Regions from separate parts of the Mus musculus genome. Here region 2 is linked to region 1. Evidence: chromatin contacts called from public promoter capture Hi-C data. All regions are on one chromosome and are shown on one strand. The core of a region is the stretch at or near the end of the contact, and the rest is flanking DNA. Distances in the headings are between cores, read along the strand shown. Region 1 holds the start of Fam174a (family with sequence similarity 174, member A). Region 2 holds the start of Macir (macrophage immunometabolism regulator).

Region 1 (2,598 bases), core at 54-2,553:
GGAAAACAGGAAATAAACAAACCAGTACAGATCTCACAAAATACCATCTGCTCTCATTTTAGGGAAAGGGAAACCACAGTTGTTCTCTTGGCTAGCTAGCCCCTTCTGCTTGGGGGTCTTCCTCTATGTGACACCTCTCCAGAGATGTGGCGCCCAATTAATTGAGGACAATTTAACTTTGGGATAGATTAAGGGCACCATCTAAGAAACATAATTGGCAAGTTTTGCAAAAGTGAAACATCCAATCAGGACTTTGTGCGCTACTTTTATGGTACCCTGCCTCAGAAATAGGAGTGCATTCTAACAGGCAAAACGTGTTAGTTACACCAACTGCAGAGTAGTGAGAGAAGTATTTCACCGCACTGTAATCAAAATTCCTGGGGATGGAAGAGCACTTCTACTTCAGGGTCTGTGAAGGCAGAGGCAAGCCTCAGAGAGCAAGATGCTGAGGTTAGGCTACTGATTTCTAAAGGAAAGGCAACAGCTTGTGTCACCAGCTAAGGCAGCACAGGCCATTAAGACAGCCAACCAGATGGTCTTAGATTCCAGTTCCTGACGCTGGGGCGGGGGCAGGGGTTAAGTCAAGCCCAGGTCACAGACATTGTCCCTGCTTCACGGAGCAGGTCACCTGTCAGCCAGGTCTAGGCTGCAAGGGGGTGCCCATCGAGGCTGTGCCTCACCTGACGGTCCTGACCACGAAGTACACCAGCACCGCGGCGCTCACCACCACCAACACGGTCAGGGCCCGCTGGGTCATGGGTTTGTCGCCAGGACTGGGACTCACGGCCAGGCTGCCACCCTGGGAACCTTCTCCGGCCTTCCCTTCGAGGCCGTCCGCCTCAGACCCCGCCCCGGGGATGCTGTCATTGCGGCTCTCCGCGCCTGGCAGCCCGGCAGCATCAGACTGAGCTTGGCCCCGAGGCTGGGCCGCGGTGGGGCCCGGAGGAAGCGGCGACAGCGTGTGCGGCCCGGGCTTGGGAGACTTGGACTCCTGCACCTCCCTGACCACCATCGACGGTACCGCCCCGGACCCGCTCAGAGCGGGCAGCAACAACAACACGAAGGCCGGAGCCAGGAAGTGGCAAGGCCCGGAGCAGCCGCGCGGGGTCGGCATGGTCTCCACGCCGGCCTCTCAGCACGCCGCAGCCGCCGGGCCGGCCTCCCGGTCCGCAGCGCCGACCATGGGCGCGCCGGAACCGCAGAGCCGACTCTCCGGAGGAGAGCGGGTGGCTGAGACTGCGCCGGGTGGCTTCGGCGGCGGCGGCGGCAGCAGCCTGCCGGGACAACCGGAAGTTCGTACATCCCCGCAGCCACTGCTGCTACGGACGCCTCCGGTTGCTAATATGTAGGGGCGGGCTGCGCTCAGTGACGTCAGAGGTTCGAGCCTATTGCGCACGCGTAGCTGTGGGACGCTCTGAGAGGTCCCAACTAGGTTTTCCATGTTTCAGGAGTGTTCCTAATAGTGAAAAGGCTTGGGCCAGAGTGGGTAACCTGAACAAGATGAACAGTTATGCCTACAGTTCTTTCCAAGTGGGGAAACGGGAGCAATAGGAAACTCGATTTAATTTCCTTGATGTCAAACTTCATAACTACATCTAATCAGTAAACACTTCCTCTCAGTTCCCTCAGGAGGATCACAAACTTTAAAGAGAGCTTTTTCTAGCTGTAAGGGTATCGACTATTCTTGGAATCCCTTTCTTTGGAAAATGTAAAGTTGTTTATTCAGGTTTTCCCCCTTTAAAGTGTAAATATTTGTAAAAACCTCTCTTGTCAATTTCCAGAGACCTACAGTCATCCTTTTGAAATAAAACCAACAAGAAAATTGTGCCCCTGTTAACTAGTTTTTGCTATGGGCTGCCTCAAGCTGCAAAACTATCCCTGAACTTATGGAAGAGAGAAAGTTTGTATATTACCTTAGCAAATACCTGGGGCTGTGATCTGCCTACTCTAGTTTACTTTACAGAACTTGAACTCCAAATTTAGTTCTCTTACATTTGAATAATGTTGCCTTTATCTAAGATTTCCATCAAGTAACACTGAGAAAAACCAGACACCTGCCTGGGGCATTGGAGCATGGGTTGTGTATAAATATGATTAGTTCTTTCTTGAGCTTTCTTTCAGTCTATTATAAACAGATTTTTTAAAAGGCTTTCTCAGACATCTGTCAAGAGTCAGCTGTTTAAGGGTCTGGAACTGCAATTTAGTCCATGTCCTGGAAACTATTAGGATTACCCTGAAGACACTGCAGTAGCTATAGAGGACCTCTAAAATCACAGCTGAAGACATGTTCTAGACAGCCTGTTCCAATCTTAAAATGCAGAACGTCACAAGACAGGTATCTGTGAATTCTACTTAATTTTGCAGGCATTTTCAAACAAGAGCTGAAGTATTTCCCTTGTGAGGGTTAACAAAACTTCATTTTATGCTAAGCATCCAACTTGGTACCCATTAGCCATTTGTCTCTGACTCCAGTCCCTTGAAGATAAGCTCCCAGTAACCTGGACTCAGTGACCACATACAGAAATGCACAGCCATGGCATTATGATATGACTAGCTGCTTTTTTAATTGTGTAATTTACTTATGCAGATACCCAAAGA
Region 2 (2,598 bases), core at 35-2,534, 2.3 Mb before region 1:
AATCTGAAAATACTTGGAGCATCTTCTACTAAGGTACCCATGGTGGTGGGGCGGGGAGGGGGGGGCACAAAACAACTGAACAAATAAATATAAAACAAAATTTAATCACTTGAGCATTCAATACCTGTACAGTGTACTAGGGTCTATCTATATTTGATAAGTTACATGAATATCATGTTGGGGAAGAGTAACTGAGAACATTCATGAATCTGGCCTCTTCCTTCCTTTTTCTGATACTTACATCAGAGCATATGAGAAGCAATTGAGTAAGTGTCCTTCAGTTGCAGAGAAACCAGAAGCCACATCTTGGAGCCAGAGTGTATTTATTAACCTTGGTAATTTGGGGGACATATATAGACTCTGGAACATGAACTATTTGCTTTAAGTTTGTATTAGTCTAGATGAAATGTATGACTTTATGTTCAGATAAAGCACCGTTTAAAAGGCCACACAATGCAGGAACCTGAATTTAAATTTATAAATACACAAACAGCTCAGCTATATGAAAGGTCTGTGACTTCAAGGATGTAACTCATGTTTTCTGTCTTAAAAATGTGGACTAGCACAGTTGAGAGCTGCAAACTTGGGAATGTGCGTCAAAAGGGTTGGCACCTAGAGCTAAATAAATATCAGCAAATATTTGTAATGCTGCATTGACCACTTCGGCAGGGGAGTGGCATATGGACTGAGAAAAGAAAATCTTGTTGGGATGGCACCTCATCCCTGTAATCCCAGCGCTCTGGAGACTAAGGCAGAACGGTTCTCCGGAGCTTAAGTCCGGCCTTGGGTACAGAGTGAGACCTTGTAAAGACAGAACAGGAAGGAAGCTAGAAAGGAAAAGAGAAGAGAAACAAGTGACTCAGAATTTAGTCTTCACCCCGCCCCCATATTTAGTTGTTGACATTTATTATTATTATTATTTATTATTATAGTATAATTTTAACTTCATGGGCTTCTGCTCTTCTCAACTTCTGATCAGCAGAAACTCAAAAATCACAGCCATCCCCACAGAGTTTAGCACACCGCTCTGTGGGAGCGGCCCGCATTGTCAGGCCTGTGAGCTGCGGCTCCCCGGAGGGTGCGGCGGACTTTGGTCCGGGAGCAGTGTGGCATCACGCCGCCGCCTCCCGTCCCCGCAACAGCCTCCGGTTCTGCGCTCTCACGCCGCCGGCCCAGCCGCCCGCCCAGCCGAGCGTGCGAGCCTGGCGCAGGAGGCGGGCTCTGCGCTTCCCGGCCTCGCCTCCGCAGCCCGCGGGAGGAGGCGGGAAGGCGGGCGGAGGCGGGGGAGGAGGCGGGACTACGGCGGGCCGTAGCTGGCGCCGAGCGCGGTGGGAGAGCAGCGGGTACCCGGCTGGCTCCGCTGGCGGCCTCTGCCCACACCTCGGCGCCGCAGCCCCGCGCCTCGCCCGCCCTTGGCTTCGGGGTCTGCGGCTGCCGGCCATAGAGGAACCGGCGGAACCCTGGACGACCGGTACGTTGGACGGGGAGCGCCACTCCTCCTGCAACCTTTTGTGCTGCAGAGGTGGTGGCGGGGATGGGTGGGGTACGCGCGTGAGTGTGGGTGCCCCAGTCAGCGAGCCACTGTGCCAGCCCCAGGCACGGCGCCGCCCCTTCCTCCTCGCCTCGTGTCCCGGCCGGGCGCGCGGTGTGTGCGCAGCGCAGGGAAGCCCCGGGCCGCGCCGGCCTCCGCGATGGCTGATGGCTCGGTGACACCGGGGCTGCGAGCGGCGCTGGTCCCTGAGCCTTGGTGCGAATGGCTGGCGTGGTGGTGGGGGGACTGGAGCCTGGGGTGGGGCCCGAGCGGGGTGCGAGAGCCCGCAGCTTCCTGGCACAGGGGTGGGGCCGGCGACGCGGGAGTGTGCGGCGCGGGTGAGTGTGCGGGGGCGTGCGCCCCGTGCGCGCGCGGCGAGCGAGCGAGCGAGCGGACGGACCGGCGGGCGGGCGGGCGTGCGCTCGCCGCCGACATGCGGTGCGGGGACTCTGCGACCCGGAGCGACGCTCCCGCGGTGCCAAGGTGCGGAAGTCTGAGCGCGTCGGCGCGCGCCAGCTAGGCGGCTCGCCCTACCCGCAGCGCCAGGCGGCAGGCCCGGCGGAGGCCCATTGAGAAGTAACGCTCGCCCGGCTTGCCGCGCCTCTGGCCCCAACGGTGTACAAGCCGCGGCTGCGGGCTACAGATAGCGGCGGGAGACAGCCCCTGGCGACCTTATCTCGGCCACCAGTGCGCGCTGCACCCCGCGGGCGAGGCCGAGGCCGGTGCGGCGGCTGGTGACGGACAGACGGACCGGCGGTGGCGGAGGAGCGCCTGTGGACTGGGGAATCGCGGCCGGGCGCTGGCCAGAAACTAAGGCGGCAGATGTCTCGGGCACCGCCACCCTCGCCCCACCTGTCGCTGGTGGACTTTGGGGCGGGTGGGAAGCCTAGGAAAGGGCGCCTGGCAGCGGCCGGCGCTCAGACCTTGAGAAGCGGCCCATTGTGAAGCTGCCAAAGTCGCTCTAGTGGTGGAATCTGCAAATCTCGGCCAGGAAGGAACCCAGTTCGCGAAGGGAAGGACAGCCGCGTGCTTTCCCCCTGGCAAGTGTCTGGCTCGCTAGAGACTCC

Evidence for each region. Promoter capture Hi-C pulls out the DNA fragments that hold promoters and counts their contacts.
Region 2: a promoter capture Hi-C map of liver shows a contact between it and region 1, with 5 times the contacts expected there. The contact joins the promoter of Macir here to the promoter of Fam174a in region 1. A contact is called at or near these places in 4 of 39 promoter capture datasets (the C10 cell line, cranial neural crest, liver and 1 more) and 1 of 115 datasets of contacts at active chromatin or transcription factors (astrocytes).

Annotation. Positions count from the first base shown.
Region 1 is chr1:95,312,333-95,314,930 of GRCm38.p6, reverse strand. Fam174a (family with sequence similarity 174, member A) reads right to left here and starts at 1,303. Exons shown (of 3, transcript NM_026321.4): 1 at 681-1,303. The coding sequence starts at 1,114.
Region 2 is chr1:97,660,704-97,663,301 of GRCm38.p6, reverse strand. It overlaps Macir (macrophage immunometabolism regulator), which reads left to right and starts at 1,284. Exons shown (of 3, transcript NM_133825.3): 1 at 1,284-1,471.